2 separate regions of the Danio rerio genome follow, and region 2 is linked to region 1. Evidence: chromatin contacts called from public Hi-C data. All regions are on one chromosome and are shown on one strand. The core of a region is the stretch at or near the end of the contact, and the rest is flanking DNA. Distances in the headings are between cores, read along the strand shown. Region 1 holds the start of lhfpl7 (LHFPL tetraspan subfamily member 7). Region 2 overlaps lhfpl7 (LHFPL tetraspan subfamily member 7).

Region 1 (4,327 bases), core at 877-3,376:
GTTTCCTCCAGGTGCTCTGATTTCCCCCACAGTCCAAAGACATGCGGTACAGGTGAATTGGGTAGGCTAAATTGTTTGTAGTGTATGAGTGTGAGTGAGTGTGTATGGAGGTTTCCCAGAGATGGGTTGTGGCTGGAAGGGCATCCGCTGCGTAAAACATGTGCTGGATAAATTGGCGGTTTTTTCGGCTGTGGCGACCTCAGATTAATAAAGGGGCTAATCCGAAAAGAAAATGAATGAATGAAAATATATTCATTCATTTTCTTGTCGGCTTAGTACCTTTATTAATCCAGGGTTGCCACAGCGGAATAAACCACCAACTTATCCGAGGTTCGACCCAGCGACTTTCTTGCTGTGAGGCGACAGCACTACCTACTGCGCCACTGCCTCGCCTATGAAAATATGTATGCATATATAAAACTTTACTAAAATTATAGTTCACTCAAAACTGAAAATTCTGTGATCTACTCATCCTTCGCTTGTCACAAACCTGATTGAGTTTCTTTTCTTCTGGTGAGCTGCTTTCAAAAATATTGTAACCATGGACGACTATAGTATTTGTTTTTTGTTTTTTTCAACTATGTAAGTCAATCGTTACTGGCTTCCAACACCCTTTAAAGAATCTTTTTTTGTGTTCAACAGAAAAAATAAACAAAAACAAGTGCAGGTTGAAGAATTAGTGACAAATTTTCATTTTTGGGTGAATTATGGCTTTAAAATGATAGAAATACTTGCTGTGGAGCCTAACACAGACAGCAGTCCTACTTTAAATACACATTTCTTCTAAAAGGTAATGTTTTGTTTTTCTGACATATTTAATTCATTTGATGTTGATGCCAATTTTAAAGAAATATATTGGCAAATTTACAGGATGGAAAACAGGATCAATGTAACATTATAAAAAATCATTCAAGCAAAATAAAAATCAAAGTAATAAAAATATTAAAGCGTTTAATTATAAAAGGTGTTTAAAATTTAATGTTTATTAATTAAAAAAAATGTGCTTTTGTTATACAACTTTATATCTCTTTAAATGCATTAATTTAAGCATTTTTCTTTTTAAATATAATATTTGGATAAGAAAAATAACCTTGTATTATTAAATATTATAGCCTAAAGATCATGTTCCATGAATATATTCCCATACTGCAAATTCCTATATCAATGTATAATGGGGATCTTTCTCAGTAGATTATTTTAACCATGCAACCTCTAGATTTTCTGCTGTTTTAACCATCAAACTCTAGATTTTCTGTTGTTTTAAACCATGAAACCTTTAGATTTTCTGATGTTTTAACCATAAAACTTTGATTTTCTGTTGCTCAAACAAATTTCATGCATGGTTGCTTCTTGAAGTCTGACATTGATATAAGCTAATTCTGTCAGGCAGAGTTGTACTCAAAAGTTGCGGTTTCTTCAACATTTACAGCTTAGTACTTTCCTCCATTATTTCCCATTCATCCAAAACTCGTCCTACCTGCCAAGAGCTTGACGGAATCTCCTGAAATTTGCCCAGCCCGCCAAAGGTGTAACATCTGTACATGTGATCCAGAGACTCGGAGCAGTGCCACAGGAGCCCGAAACTCACGGAATCCTTATGGTTTTTCGGATGCTCCTTCACTATCCACGCGGGAGAGATGAAGCTGAAGCTGCAAATCGCGACCAAGGCGGAGGACAGGAGAACCCAAAAACACCCGACGCAGCTGAACATCCTCGCGGCGGCGCGGGGCGACGAGAGCGGAGACAGATCGATTCCCAGCCCTTTCCAGTTGCGGTCAAACAGCGCGTGCATCTGGCGCTCAATCACAGCAGACGAGCACCAACAATCACGCAAACACACATGAGTTACCAAAAAAACCCCAAGAGTGCCGAATAACACACGCCTAACTTTTGAGTCCAATGTAATTCCAGCGCGATCCGGTTGAGTGGAGGAGATATTCCGGGTAATTTATCTGATGGGAAGCAGGTGGTGGACAAAAGACAGCCGTCACACCCAGAGCTCAAGCACTCAGAACCGCCGCCAGCAGGTGCTCACTGTGTAGTAAAAGATGCGAGTCCGCTCTGCTTGCGTTTTACTCGCTCATCTTAGCATCATCTTTATCCTCATCCTCTCCGGCTGCAGGAGTGAAGCTCAAACTTACTGCGCCGCACTGAGCGCCTGTTTCTCGGTCACATGGAGGTGGGCGTCACCGCCGCTGCGAATGCGTCCAGAGTTTTGGAGTCATCGCTGATTCAACAGACTTTCCTCTGTAGTTGTTTATCTAATCGTATCTTTCACTCTAAAAATTCAGGGCTCCACACAAACGATTTGACGAAATGAAGAAACAACATGAAGAAATTAAGTTAACTTATTCCATTTTACAAGCTGAAGTCATCACTGCGAATGTGTCCAGAGATTTATGCATACGTTTTTCCTCTGTAGTTGTTTATCTTATGTTATCTTATACTGTAAAAAAAGGGTAAGTTTCACACAATTGATTTGTATTGGGACAACATAAAGAAATTAAGTTAACTTATTCACACCTGCCTGTAATTATCACGTGGTGTTCAGGTCCTAATTTATTGGTTCAGGCGTGTTTGATATGGGTAGCAACTGAAATCTGCAGGAAGGTAGATCTCCAGGAAAAGGGTTGGCCACCCCTGTACTAGATATACTAGAGCAGGGATGTCCAAACTCGGTCCTGGAGGGCCGGTGTCCTGCATAGTTTAGCTCCAACTTGCTTCAACACACCTAGAAGTTTCTATTAAAGAGCTTGATTGGAGGACAGAGTTTGGACACCCCTGTGCTAGAAACTTGCTGGCAGGTGTGTTGAAGCAAGTTGGAGATAAACTCTCAAGGACACGGCCCTCCAGGACCGAGTTTGGACACCCCTGCTCTAGTTGTTTATCTTATCTTGTACTGTAAAAAATGCTGGGTTCCTCACAATCGATTTGTGTTGAGACAACATAAAGAAATTAACTTATTCTTTTTTTACAAATTGGAGTCACAGGCACTGCTCATGTCATGTGTTCAGAGTTTTTGGATTTATCACTGATGCATAAGTCTTTTATCTGTAGTTCCTTTTCATACACTGTAAAAAAAAAATAATTAAAAATACATTTTAAAAACAATTGCTGGGGTTCACACAATCCATTTGTCTTGAGACAACATGAAAAAATGAAACCCTTCACAAAAAAAACCCCCAAAGATAATAAAAAAAAAGTAGTTTGAACAAACAGCAAACATTAATTTATTTAATTATCCTCGTTCTTTCTTATTGTATTTCTATATGTTTGAATTATTATCTATTTTGTTTTGTTAAATTATTACTATGATTGTTATATTACTATTTTCCTGTGTGTGTGTGTGTGTGTGTGTGTGTGTGTGTGTGTTTGTTTGTTACTTGAAGCATTAATAAAAATAGAAAGTTTCTGATTCATGAATTCTTTTGATAAGCATAACAGAATATAAAGGCGATTATTTGTTATTATTGGGAAAATATTTAATTAACAAATGCCACTTTTGTTCACACGTGGCCCACCTGCAGAATTGTCTGACTTAAATAAAGCTACTCAACCAAAAAAATTAAATAAAAAATGAAACTGTGATCTTTTAAATAGCCCAATTTGTAATTTTCCCTTAATTTTCACTTAAATTTGATCTATTATGATTTTATGTCAAATTTATTCGGTAACACTTTATTTGAATGGTCCAGTAGACAGTAGACTGTCTGCTTAATATCTTAATGTCAATATTAATACTGACATTCAAGATACTTTGCAAGTACATGTCAACTTACACCAACCCCAACCAAACAGTCTACTTATAATTTAATGAGAATTAGTTGACATGTTGATGCAATACTTAATACTTAACTAAATTCAACAAACAGACCATCAAAATAAAGTCTGACCATTTATTTTTTTATTATTATTTAATATTGTCTTTCTGTTTTACTTTTGTATTCATAATGCCATCCTATATGCTTAGTTGTTGAAATATATTAAATAAGTTTTTGATGAATTCATTCATTCATTTTCTTTTCGGCTTAGTCCCTTTAGTAATCTGGGGTGAACTGCCAACTTATCCAGCGGATGCCCTTCCAGCTGCAACCCATCTCCGGAAAACATCCACACACACTAATTCACACTCATACACTACAGACCTACCTAATTCACCTGTACCGCATGTCTTTGGACTGTGGGGGAAACCGGAGCACCTGGAAGAAACCCACGCGAATGCAGGGAGAACATGCAAACTCCACAAAGAAACGCCAACTGATCCAGCCAAGGCTTGAATCAGCGACCTTCTTGCTGTGAGGCGACAGCACTACCTACTGCGCCGCCC
Region 2 (4,461 bases), core at 1,429-3,928, 230 kb before region 1:
AATGGTAAAAATAAACGTTTACAAAGCGATGTAATACTTTCGAAAATCGCAATCGCAATATACAGTTGAAGTCAGAATTATTAGCCCCACCCTTTGTTTTTTTTTTTTACTTTTTTAAAAATATTTACCAAATGATGTTTAACAGAGCAAGAAAATTTTTACAGTATGTCTGATAATATATTTTCTTCTAGAGAAAGTCTTATTTGTTTTATTTCGGCTTGAATAAAATGATTTTTTTTTCAAATCCATATTAAGGTCAATATTAAAGCTTTTTATTTAGAATTATTGCATAACTAATTAAAATTAAATATTCATCAAAGGCGGCAACACACACACACACACACACACACACACACACACACACACACACACACACACACACTCATTTATAGATTATGCAGCTTAAATATTTCACGTAAAAATACAAAAAAAACAACATTACATCACAAATTATATAAAAGTAAAGAATGTACCAGGGTGCAACAAAATATACAACAAAATGTTGTCAAAAAACCTTTAAACCAAACATCTAATTAAACATTAATAAATTATTGAAAAAATAAAGATTATTAAAGAAAGTTAAAGAAAAGGACGAATGTCAAACTCTTCATTTAAACCCTTTGGAGACAATGTGTCTAAAGTGAAAATCCAAAAGGCTTCACGTTGTAACAGCTATTTATTAAGATCACCTTTTACTTGTTTTACAATTTACTTGTAGTAGCAACAGCAATGCTCATGGTGGCAGTAGAGGGCCGTGTTTCTGATGTAGATTCCAATCAACAAAGCATTAATGGAAGAAAGGCCCACTATACCGTTTCCAATTCTCCCATGGAAATATCAAATATACACAAAACCATCAGCCCATATATGACTGAGATCAAAATTCATTGGATGATGACTGACAGTCCTTGGGTGTGGTGTGTGTGGGTAGACTGAGGAAAGCTATTAGAAGAGTTTTTCTTTTTTTTCAGTCAGTATCAGTGCTCGCTCCCCATGACTGAACAGCAGAGCTCGAAAAACTCCTGTCAAATATCTACTCAGTCAGGAGATCTTACTATTGCATGTGCCTTTAATTAGACTGAAGTATGGTTACTATGAGAGTTGAAGCAAACTAAAATAACTTTTTAAACGTTAGATGAATGAATAATTCACTTAAAAATAAAAATGTTAAGTGTCTTTTCTTTTCAATAGAACATTAAATATTTTTTTGCTAAAATCACTATTTGGTGGTTCATACAATCATTTGCTGCTTTTTAAAAGTTCATTAATTCAATTTCCCTCACCTTAGTCCCTTATATATTAGGGGTCACCACAGTGGAATGAACCACCTACTATTATGGCATGTATTACGCAGCGGATGCCCTTTCAGCCGCAACCCAGTGCTGGAAAACACCCAGACACACTTTCATTCATACACACACACTCATACACTACAGCCAATTTTAGTTCATCCAGTTCACCTATAGCGCATGTCTTTGGACTGGGGGAAACCCATGCCAACACGGGGAGAACATGCAAACACCACACATAAAATCCTTGTTCAAATGACTTATTTTAAAATGAGCTAAAACAACACAATTCTTGAGATTTTTTTGGGATAACTTGATTGTTTTATGTGAAGTCCACTTAAATTTGTTATAATAATAATAATAATAATTCGTTACATTTATATAGCGCTTTTCTGGGCACTCAAAGCGCTTTACACAATGGGGGGGGGATCTCCTCATCCACCACCAGTGTGCAGCATCCACCTGTATGACGCGACGGCAGCCATTTTGCGCCAGACCGCACACCACACACCAGCTGATTGGTGGAGAGGAGACAGAGTGATGATATGCCAATCATGATATGTGGAGGGTTAGGAGGCCATGATGGACAGAGGCCAGTGGGCAGATTTGGCCAGGATGCCGGGGTTAAACCCCTACTCTTTTTCGAAGGACATCCTGGGATTTTTAACGACCACAGAGAGTCGGGACCTCGGTTTAACGTCTCATCCGAAAGACGGACGTTATGTTATTTTAATCGATTTGTATTGGGACAACATTAATGAATTGCGGGGAACCCTGGATTTTGTACTGTGTAAGTCAACGGCTAACAGAATTTCAAGCCAAAAAAAAAAAACAACAACTTTGGATTAAAGAACTTTGGTCCCTTAACAAGTGGGAGGCACATTCGCAAACTGTTGTAATTCCTACGTCGTTCACCTAATTTGGATGCAAATACTCTCAAATTAAAGCTGACAGTCTTCAGGTAAAGCACATCTTGTTTGTTTATTTCAAATCCATTGTGTTAGTGCATAGAGCCAAAAATATTAGAACTGTGTCGATGTCCAAATATTTATGGACCTAACGGTATAATATATAAGCGTATATATCAAGTTATATTAAGAATTATATCATGCCTATAGTGACCAATATGCATCCACAATCAGTTGAATCTTTGCCAATATCACATAGAAACCCCAGGTATAGCACTCAACACACAGCATAACCTGTTAATAGCTGGTTAATGGCTAGTTTGGCCCAGGGGTGCAGACCATCTTAATTGATCTCTCTATTATCGCTCTTCAGCCCCTCCACACAAAAAAGGACCCAGAATCCCCTCTCATGCCAAGCTTTTTCCTTCAGTTTAATGGGCTGAGATCCAGCTGTGCTCTACATTGGCCTGTGTTTATCAGCAGGAGCTTGACATCTCAAAGCTGCTCTGCTAATGACATGCTAATGTCCTTCTCTATCTCTCACTGTATCCACACACGAAAACGCAGCTTCTCCAGCAGAGGGGAGTAAATGCTATCAGTGGATGTTTACACTCACATGACAGGGCCTTCAATGAAACTCAACAAGCTATTCAATAAAATTTTCGAAGGCAATCTTTAGTAAAAAAAAAAAAAAAAGATATAGAGAGAGCACAACTGTATGGGGTTTAATTAAAGCGGGTCACATCAACAAAAAGCGCTTCACTGCAGAGGCTTGCAAAGCTCAGGGCCAATTGCGGTCTGGATCAGATAATTTTTTTGAGCCTGTGGGTGTGTGTATGTGTGTGTGTGGGAATGCTTGGCTACAAAAGTGCACCTTATCGGACGCTGAACTGCAGTAGCTTCAAAGTCTACATCAGCTCAATTCTCAGATTGCACAGTTACAAAGTGGACTCGATGGTATTTTGGTCATTTGTTTGGACATGTGGCTTTGATTCGTAAATATCAGACACTTAAAAGTGGCCATATTTAGAGTCAGGGTCAATGAGTGCATGAAGCTAAAAGAGATATCTTTTTTGTTTGTTTGTTTAAAGAAAAAGGAAAAACACATTTAGTCAGGACAAACAGTATTGTCTGTTGCCAAAGAAAATAAGTAAATTAAATTATATTTGATAAAATATTAGTTCCTTGCTATTTTAAACTGGAACCATACTGTAGCTGAGCTGCAATATTACCTTGTATTTACCGTGTTTTATATACAGTTGAAGTCAGAATTATTAGCCTCTCTGAATTATTAGTGAATGAATTAATCCTAAATTAATATTCTTTTCCTCAATTTCTGTTAAATGGTGAAATTTTTTTAACACATTTCCAAACAATAGTTTTAATAACTCATTTTTTAATAACGATTTCTTTTATCTTTGCCATCATGACAGACAGTACATAACTAGATATTTTTCAAGATACTAGTATTCAGCTTAAAGTGACATTTAAAGGTTTAACTTGGATAATTAGGTTACCTAGGCAAGTCTAGGCAAGTATATTGTATAATTTTTTTTTTCTGTAGGTAATTAAAAAATGCTTAAAAGGGATAATATTGACCTTAAAATGTTTTTTAAATAATTAAACACCACTTTTATTCTAGCTGAAATAAAACAAAAAAAAAGACTTCTTCCTGCAGTAGAAAAAATATTACAAGAAATTCTGTTAATTCAATTATTTTTTGCTCTGTTAAACATCATTTGGGAAATATTTGATCAAGAAAATAAAATTCACAGGAGGGCTAATAATTTCGACTTTAACTCTATATAAATGGCAACACTTTATTTTAATGTACAATTTACACTATTAACAACCCATTGACTAAGCTAAAACTAAACCAAAAGCTAAAACTAAACCAATAACTTAGCTCAATAAAATACTAATTAGCTGCTTATTAATAATTAGTAAGATAGTGGTTGGGTTTAGGTATTGTCACGATCACAAGTGATCTAATCCTTGCAGATCGCTGGAGAACTTCACATCTGTCACTGAACTGGACTACAAATACCATCATGCTCCTCACACACACCAGTTCCCCATTTCCCCAGATTATACACACACAGCTGGCAACTCATTATGGACTGTTTATCTGGACTTTTTATTCACCTCACACACACGTTGCTGAGTCTTGTTTTCTGTATTATTTGGTTGCGGTTTCCTTGCCTTGTTCTTCCATGGTTTTTGATCCCTATTTTTATTATTGTTGATGCTGTCTTCTGCACCGA

The links. A called contact is a pair of places that touch in the nucleus more often than the background predicts.
Region 2: a contact with region 1 is called in a Hi-C map of embryo, with 4 times the contacts expected there. The contact joins the enhancer-like site here to the promoter of lhfpl7 in region 1. A contact is called at or near these places in 9 of 18 Hi-C or Micro-C datasets (caudal fin, embryo, fibroblasts and 3 more) and 2 of 4 datasets of contacts at active chromatin or transcription factors (caudal fin and embryo).

The regions. Positions count from the first base shown.
Region 1 is chr5:67,961,008-67,965,334 of GRCz12tu, reverse strand. lhfpl7 (LHFPL tetraspan subfamily member 7) reads right to left here and starts at 2,126. Exons shown (of 3, transcript XM_001338138.10): 1 at 1,478-2,126. The coding sequence starts at 1,792. LOC141385650 (a long non-coding RNA gene) reads left to right here. Exons shown (of 2, transcript XR_012406446.1): 2 at 331-1,554. It also overlaps a transcript of lrwd1 not described here.
Region 2 is chr5:68,194,743-68,199,203 of GRCz12tu, reverse strand. The region is part of intron 2 of lhfpl7 (LHFPL tetraspan subfamily member 7); the gene reads right to left. The region is part of intron 8 of spata22 (spermatogenesis associated 22); the gene reads left to right. Among named protein-coding and RNA genes, the nearest start is that of spata22, 21 kb to the left of the region's middle. Within about 2 kb of position 2,678, at least 6 of the 62 cell types and tissues checked have an H3K27ac peak or open chromatin away from gene starts, as enhancers often do.